2 separate regions of the Mus musculus genome follow, and region 2 is linked to region 1. The links are chromatin contacts, called in public Hi-C maps. All regions are on one chromosome and are shown on one strand. The core of a region is the stretch at or near the end of the contact, and the rest is flanking DNA. Distances in the headings are between cores, read along the strand shown. Region 1 holds the start of Il12rb2 (interleukin 12 receptor, beta 2). Region 2 holds the start of Tacstd2 (tumor-associated calcium signal transducer 2).

Region 1 (4,176 bases), core at 1,640-4,139:
AAGCTGGCTGTGGTGGCACACACATTTAACCTAGCACTCAGGAGTCAGAAACAAGAGGATCTCTGTGAGTTCGAGGCCAACCTGATCAGCAGAACTATTTCCAGGACAACCAAGGCTACCTAAAGAAACCCTGTCTCCAAAAACAACAACAATCATATAAAAATGAATTTAAAAGAAGTTTTGACTATATTTTAAGACCAGGATTTATTAGGCTCTAAGATCCTTCATATATGCATAATGTAAGATTATATGTGTGTATATATACGTGTGTGTGTGTGTGTGTGTGTGTGTGTGTGTGTGTGTGTGTGTTTCCTTTTCAACATTTGATACCACAAGCATATTAAGGAGTTATATTTGATTTAACATTATTGGAGTGGTAAGTGAAACCAATAATTTAGAGAATATTGTTAAAAATAAAAGTTACTGAAATCAAGGCAACAAAGAGAGTGGTTAATTTTAGATCTGGGTCTCTTTGTATGTAAAATGTTAAACTTATGTTGACACAAGTTATGATGGTTTGAATGAGAAGGTCCGCATAGGCTTATACATTTGAATGTTGGTTCCCTATGGAGCAATCTTATTCAAACTACCACACCTTCTTGCCAAGTTTAATTAGTAGCATCACTATCTTATATTTGCAATCTCCATGTTGACAACCACCTGTTAATATTTATCTGGGGCACTTTAAGCAGAGGACATCTCAGTTACTCTTAGAATGTCAAGTATGGACATTCAGAGTGTCAATGGTGAAGCAAGATTTGAAGGAATAAAAGCACGTCAGAAATGGAAACTGAGCCGTTTCCTAGAAAAGCCTCTGTGAGTGCCACTGTGGTTATGAACTTAGCTGAGTTTCATCACAGGCACAGGCTGACATTTTGGATGACGTGTTGGGCTTCTGTTGCCTTACATGAACTGCCTCCACTGTCTTAGTCTTGCTTTTTAGGAAGCACACAAGCAAGCCTCTCTTTTCTCTCTAACTAAACAAGCAGCCACCTTCAAAGGGGAGGAGGAGGAGGAGAATGGAGGGAGAGACATAGAAGTTCTGCCCTGGTGAAATGGTCACAGACTCGCTAAGAATAGTGTAGTTCTTCAACAACTTTTTAACTCTGTTGAAAGTTTTGAAAATTCTAAATACCTAGAAATTGTTTCATTCCAAAGAGAATGAGCTCTTTTTGAAAAGAGCTAATTCAACTCGATAAAACTTTAGTGAGCTCCCCACCTTGTGCCCTCCAGTACAGCAGTGCTAGAGGCAGGAGGGCAGACATGGCACGGGCACGGCACTCCTGTGCTCTAGGAACTGAAAACCTACGGAGTGGCATGAGAGGATCACTCTTATGCATAGCTTTTGGCACAAGTGCTTAGTTGACCTGAATTCTAAATTAATTGACAGACATAGACTGAAAACATTCTTCTACGTTATGGAAGAGAGACCACCTTATTGATTTGCCTCTGGAGAAATATAAAAACCAAAGAAGGCTGTATTCTCAATAGCTGATGTTCTTGCTTCACAATCAAATTTAAACCTGACTCTTAAACTTTCACATCTTAGGCCGTAAGGTAAATGAAGTGTCTCAGGAATATTTAAAGCAATTAGCATCTGGTAGTAGTGAGGTAAGGTCCTATATAGATGGAGGTTTGTAACCAGTGGTCTTTCAGTATTTTAGACTGTATACGCCTTCAGAAAATAAAAAGGGATTTTCAAAACCAGTTCTAATATATGTTCAGCTGCTTTTTATTATATGCATAAATGAATAGTTAATAAGCTAAATGAAGCTATTGAAAAATAACCTAACCCATAGAGTGCACAAAGTTATCATTCATATTTGACCACTATATCTTTAATATCATATCATCTCTGATATCACCAGCTGTCCTTTCAACTAACCAGAGGCTACTATGTATTTATTTACTCATTATTTATTTAGCTTATTCTCACTTGGTGTATATATTACTTTGCTGTCACCACTAAACCCATAAATTTGGGCTTTTAAATATTTTGCAGAAAAAAATTAAGTAGCATATTGTGAATAATCTTATATTACAGAAAAATCGCAAATTTGAAATATTTGTTACTCTAAAAATAATTAGTGACTTAATCCTATCTCCATAGCTCAAGTGGGCCTGGAATTTACTAAAGCCCTCCTGCCTAAGATTACCGGAGAGAGGCAGTACATCTGATTTACATTATTTACTTTTGACTAAGACAATTCAGCTAACTTTGCTATACCAAGGATTTCCACAGCTCTGAGCCATCTTGTTACAAAGGAGTGTTGATCTGAAATTTTAAAGCTTTTTGTAGTTCTTGCATAATAACTTATTAGCGAATGTAAATTACATGTGGCACAATCTATTTGCAAGTTGTGTATTCTACATATGCACTTTTCCACATTTTAACGCCTGGCAAATTAGGAGGCAGAAAAGCTGGGGTCTAAATCTAGCTGGTGGCATGGGGAGCCGGGGGACAATGCGGGGATAACGGAACAGCAGCAACGCATGTGCTAATGAAATTGTATTATGTTTATCTGCTTATAATGAGGGAAAGAAAAGGTTTAGTTAAGCATGTTGAACTGTCAGTGTGAACACAGATAAAAAATAGTTTCTCCAGTGTGTTTTGTTTGTTTCAAGTCCACTTTCCGTTTTATATGTCCTTAAAGTCACCTTTAAATAACTGAGATGCTAGTTAATGAGTTGGTAAGTGAGTTGTTTAGCGCGTCAGCCTTGTCATTTTGTGGCACACGCCTCCTGCACTGGGCAAGTTCCCTTTTTTCTCAGAACCGCACTAAGCACGCTGGGTGCTGGCAACTGGGGTCACACGCCTTGGTTCCTTTCTCACTTAGTTTTAAACCCTCCCTCTGCGGCTAGTGGCGGGCGTGGTGAGAGCGCAGAAGGGACTTCCCCGAGGGCCGGGCACCTCTGCCTGGACACTTGTCATGGCCACTGCACCGGAGGTCCACACTGCCGCGTGGACTCCAGCGATGGCGCTGCGCTAGGCTAGCGGGTGCCAGGATCCCTCTCTGCGTCCTGTGCGCGGGAAGAGCTCTGGTGAGTGGAGGCACTTGGGCGAGCGCAGAGGAACCCGGTAAGGAGAACCGGGGCTCTGAGGTCCAGTGACTGACTTCCCTTCACCCGTGGGCACTGACTGGTCCTCAGACTGAGCCCCACAGGCTTCCCTGGGATGAGGATAGTGGTAGGTGCCCTCGACCAAGATGTAGAAAGGTGGGGAGCCACACCTTAGGGCCAATTATGCCTAGGCCCACACTGAAGCACGGGATCACTTCTTGTTACAGAATGAAGTGCTGTTTTAAAAGTGGAAGTTAGAGGGAGGAGGGGGGAGAGATTGGATTCCCATTCTCCATCGGTGAGGAATGGGTGTAGTCCCCCTTTTCCTGTGCATCCCCCACGCCTGATTCAATGAATCCTCAGCAATCCATTTGTTAGGCATGGAGTATACTCTGATAAACTCCTCATGGCTCTTAAATGTCTCCGTGGTTAGATAGGATGGCAAACTGAACTTCAGCCTGACTTTAGGAGAGAAGAATCTTAGAACAGTAAGTGTTGCAAATAATTTCTCAGTATTGGGCTCTCTTTCTTGCTGTTGCACCTGGCTTGTTCTCTAGCAAATTGTTGCCGTCACTGCTTTCAATATGTAACCACCAAATCACAGAGGAGATCTGGTTTCCTTTGCTGTTGGAAGTTTCTAGTACTCTGCACAGGGAAACAGCATTTGTTGTTGTTTTTAAGATAGAAATAAGAATTGAACATCCGTTTTTCTCACTACACTTGGTGGGCACTATAGCCAATAGAAACCCCACTTCATTCCTTTAAAGTTATAATTAGAGATACTTATATCAAAGTATATCAACATATATCATAGTATGTCAAAGGTATAACAATATACCTTGTTTTAATCAAATTAATGTTTCAGTGGAACTAGATGATGCTTAAAGGCTACCTACCTAAGTTTTAACTATGACCTTGAAAAAATGGAATGGTGTTCTTTTTCTTTTCAGCATGGGAATAGGAGCGTTATCTACTGAGCGCTTGCTGTATGCTCGGTACAGTGCTTAAGAGCATCTCATTTTAACCCCACAATGGTCTTGTGGCACAGGGACCATTTTATTTCTTATTCCGTGGATAAGCCACACAGTGAGAATTGTCAGCTGATACTGAAACGTC
Region 2 (4,107 bases), core at 946-3,445, 160 kb before region 1:
ACCAGCTATTAACGAAGGGAGCCAGGGGATATGAAGGTCATCTTTGCTCACTCTAGCTTCACATTGAGAATACCAGGCTTGGATGCCTGCACTTCCACTCCTCCCAGTACGTAACAAAATCCCATGAGGTAACTAAGTAGTCAACACATGATTACCTATATGTATCAGCCCTGAGACTGCCTCCCCACTAGCTTTCCTCCATATGGCTTGGGACTCAGGGGAATGAAAATGAGGTGGTATTACAAGTAGATAGTAGATTGTGACCACCCAGCAAATCACTTGAAAAGTGAGGAGATGGGATAATTTTTTTAACAGAATATAACATTGTCTTGGAGTTTACCAAGCTTTACCATTCACTGCCTTGTATATTTAGTTTGATTCTCAGGAAAAAAAAAAAATCTAAGAAACAGAGCCAGAAACTGATGTACCCAGTTTACTCTGGGCAACAGAGACCCAGGAAGGGTAATTTTTTTTTTTTTTTTTTTTTTTTTTTTTTTTTTTTTTTTGCTAATCCTAGGATGCAAAAAATAAGGAAGTAAAAGCAAAAGACATATTCCTGAGTGGATGTGGGAGGGATGTATCAGAAAAAGCTTCCTGAAAGTAACCAAGGAGTTGAGCAGAAAATCACAATTGTATACTGAAACAGATAAAGAAAAGGAGATTCTAGGTACCAAACTCTGCAAAGGCTGGTGGACGTCTGAGAAGTTTGCAGGGATACAATGATGATGGCAGTAACTATGACAGCAGTTGGCACTGTGCACCAGTTCATAAAATATGAACTCTGTTCTTAGAGCCAAGATGTCTCCTTACCTGTACATACACACACACACACAGAGAGAGAGAGAGAGAGAGAGAGAGAGAGAGAGAGAGAGAGAGAGAGAGAGTATTCTCAACAAAAAAGAAGATGTGCACACATTTGTGCTTTAGATCTTTCTCTGAGGCAAGGTGGGTGGAAGCTGGACAGGATAAGCTAGTTGTTCAAGAGACAGTGGGGGTAGAAATCAGAGGTGTGTACCGAGATCTCCTACTGCTATTGGGTAAGCATTTGTCCCTCGTGTCTCGACTTCCTCTGTCTGTAAAGACAAAATAATATGTTTGTATCTGTCTGCCTCAGGAATTGCTTGAAAATTAATGGTGCAGAGAGGCCCAACTGGCTACCATGAGTCAAATGACACCCTTGTTCAGTATTCTAGTGGCGTACATTAAATGCTGATATATATAAAATGTATTTTGAAGGTGGGCCTGGAAATAATTATAGTTTGTTAATTATTGTTAATTTTACCACAGCTTTGAGCGGTGGACTTTCTCTAGATTCTAAAAGAGAGTGTCGCTCCTTCATCCTATTAAAGAAGCACAGTTTCTCACAGGCTCCCTTCTCTCGTTATATCATTCAATACAGGGAAAGAAAATAAAAAATTGCCTCTCTTAGAATCAAATTGTACATCTCTCCTAGTGGACTGGCTTACTCTACAATTTTTTTTCTTTTCATTTATCTTACACAAGTACAGGCATATGCATTGTTCAATAGGACTTTTCATATGTGGCACACCATGACAACTGGATTGTGCTGTGCAGGTGATGTAGCAATAGAATTGTTTTAACTAGCCTGTCTTCAGATGCTGCAACATTTTGTTTTTGTAAATACTCATTTATAGTTCTTAAAGCCAAGCAGAAAGCCCAGGGAGAATCCTGGGAAATCAGTGGCTGGGTGACTTCAGGTCTCCCTGCCTCAGCTGCACCATCTCACCTAGAATAGGGTTTACAGACAAAGGCATGTGATCAGGTTTATGTCAGTGAACTGTTTAACTGTGTTATAAGGTGTTCTGGAGCAAGAAGAGAGGGAAGGAACGAAACTGAAGATAGGAGTTGAGAGAAAAAGAAGGTACGGGATTATGGGGTCTGGAATTGTAGGGACGTGAGAGTCGGGAGCTGGGCCTCTGGAGAAACTCCTGAGGTGCACTAGGAAAGGTGGGACGCCCTGGTTCTGAGCTATGAGGAGGGGTGCGGCCAGGTAAGTACTGGTTTCCTCTATGGGGTTTTGGTCAGCAGATGGCAGGAGCAATCTCCCCTGCCTGATTCTATCTCAGGCAGCTCAGGGCTGCCGGCTTCTTCCGCGGGACCTGGGAATAGGGAGCGCCACCCAAATTCCATTGAGTGAGTCACTAGCTAACCAGTCCTACAGGTACAGGAGCTTATAAGAGCTGGAGGGAAAAGCCCGGCAGGAGTCGCCTGCAGTGTCCTACCCAGCCTGATCCTTCAGAATCCCTGCCTCTGGTCTGTAGTTGGAGGTCCATTCTACTCCACCCCACCATGGCGAGGGGCTTGGATCTAGCACCGCTGCTACTGCTACTGCTGGCGATGGCGACCCGCTTTTGCACGGCTCAGAGCAACTGTACATGCCCCACCAACAAGATGACGGTCTGCGACACAAATGGCCCAGGCGGGGTCTGCCAATGTCGGGCAATGGGCTCACAGGTATTGGTCGACTGCTCCACGCTAACTTCCAAGTGCCTGCTGCTCAAGGCGCGCATGAGCGCCCGGAAGAGCGGCCGCAGCCTGGTGATGCCGAGCGAGCACGCGATACTGGACAACGATGGCCTCTACGACCCGGAGTGTGACGACAAGGGCCGCTTCAAGGCGCGCCAGTGCAACCAGACCTCGGTGTGCTGGTGCGTAAACTCGGTGGGCGTGCGCCGCACGGACAAGGGAGACCAAAGCCTGCGCTGCGACGAAGTGGTGCGAACCCACCACATCCTCATTGAGTTGCGCCACCGCCCGACCGACCGAGCCTTCAACCACTCTGACCTAGACTCCGAGCTGCGGCGGCTCTTCCAAGAACGCTACAAGCTGCACCCCAGCTTCCTATCCGCGGTACACTATGAGGAGCCCACCATTCAGATAGAGCTTCGGCAGAACGCGTCGCAGAAGGGCTTGAGAGACGTGGACATCGCTGATGCCGCCTACTACTTCGAAAGGGACATTAAAGGCGAGTCACTGTTCATGGGCCGCCGCGGCCTGGACGTGCAGGTGCGTGGGGAACCCCTGCATGTGGAGCGGACGCTCATCTACTACCTGGACGAGAAGCCCCCCCAGTTCTCCATGAAGCGCCTCACCGCCGGCGTCATTGCCGTCATCGCTGTCGTCTCGGTAGCGGTAGTGGCTGGTGTGGTGGTCTTGGTGGTCACCAAACGGAGGAAGTCGGGCAAATACAAAAAGGTGGAGCTTAAGGAGCTGGGGGAGATGAGAAGCGAACCTAGCTTGTAGGTTTCCTGTAGGATGCCCCGACTTCCTCGGCACCTCAGACCAGATGGGTTGGCCTGTTAATTCTCAGTCAGGAGGTAATTTTCCTCCCAGCTTTGACCTCTTCCTTCTCTCTCCACAAACAAGTTCTCTAGATGCTGAGCTCAGGTCACCTCCCTCGCCCTTGGTTTTTTAAGGACGCATTTCTGAAATTCCTTGTCTAGTCACTGGAAACCTGACCGGGAGAGTTAAGCAAAGGCTAGATAGCTTGGTTAAGAAGCTAGTGCCAGGCAGCCCACTTGTTTCCCAGCGACTTGAATCTACCCAAAGACTTAAACGGTTTGAAATGGGAAAGCGGCGATTTGGCTATCCGGGTTGTTGGTGACCCATTCGCTCCCTGCCTCCCAACCTTCAGGAAAGGAAGAGCAGTTCACTCACTAATTGATCCTGCGCAGTGTTCATCTGCCATCGTTTGTATAAGAAAAGGCATTTCCAACGTCTGAAGTCATTTTCAATGTCTTTGTTGGACTGCATCTATTTTTCTGCTTGTCCTTGATGTAGCTGATCCTAGAGAGTTCTCTTTTGTAAAATGTTTGTACAGATGTGTCTTTGATAATGCTGCTGTTTTTTAAAACAACAACTCGAGTTTAATAAAATATGGGAAAGGCACACCTAAAAAGATAGGCTGTGTGAAAAATCCCTCCAGATTTATATCATTTTATTGTTCTCCTTTGTCTAATGCTTGAATTTTATATTTTAAATTCTAATGCTTCCTTCCTTGTGAAATCCTAACATTTACTGTTGATACTCTGGTGTTTCCTAGAGACTGGGCTAGTGTGCTTGCCTCGCATCTGACCCGGCCCTCGG

What was found. A called contact is a pair of places that touch in the nucleus more often than the background predicts.
Region 2: a Hi-C map of myeloid progenitors shows a contact between it and region 1, with 3 times the contacts expected there. The contact joins the promoter of Tacstd2 here to the promoter of Il12rb2 in region 1. A contact is called at or near these places in 2 of 39 promoter capture datasets (liver and stem cell-derived epiblast-like cells), 2 of 484 Hi-C or Micro-C datasets (macrophages and myeloid progenitors), 4 of 115 datasets of contacts at active chromatin or transcription factors (CD8 T cells, effector CD8 T cells, embryonic stem cells and 1 more) and 2 of 9 other capture datasets (adipose tissue and embryonic stem cells).

Annotation. Positions count from the first base shown.
Region 1 is chr6:67,374,901-67,379,076 of GRCm38.p6, reverse strand. It overlaps Il12rb2 (interleukin 12 receptor, beta 2), which reads left to right and starts at 2,889. Exons shown (of 16, transcript NM_008354.4): 1 at 2,889-3,042.
Region 2 is chr6:67,533,910-67,538,016 of GRCm38.p6, reverse strand. It overlaps Tacstd2 (tumor-associated calcium signal transducer 2), which reads left to right and starts at 2,195. Exons shown (of 1, transcript NM_020047.3): 1 at 2,195-3,958. The coding sequence starts at 2,311. The coding sequence ends at 3,264.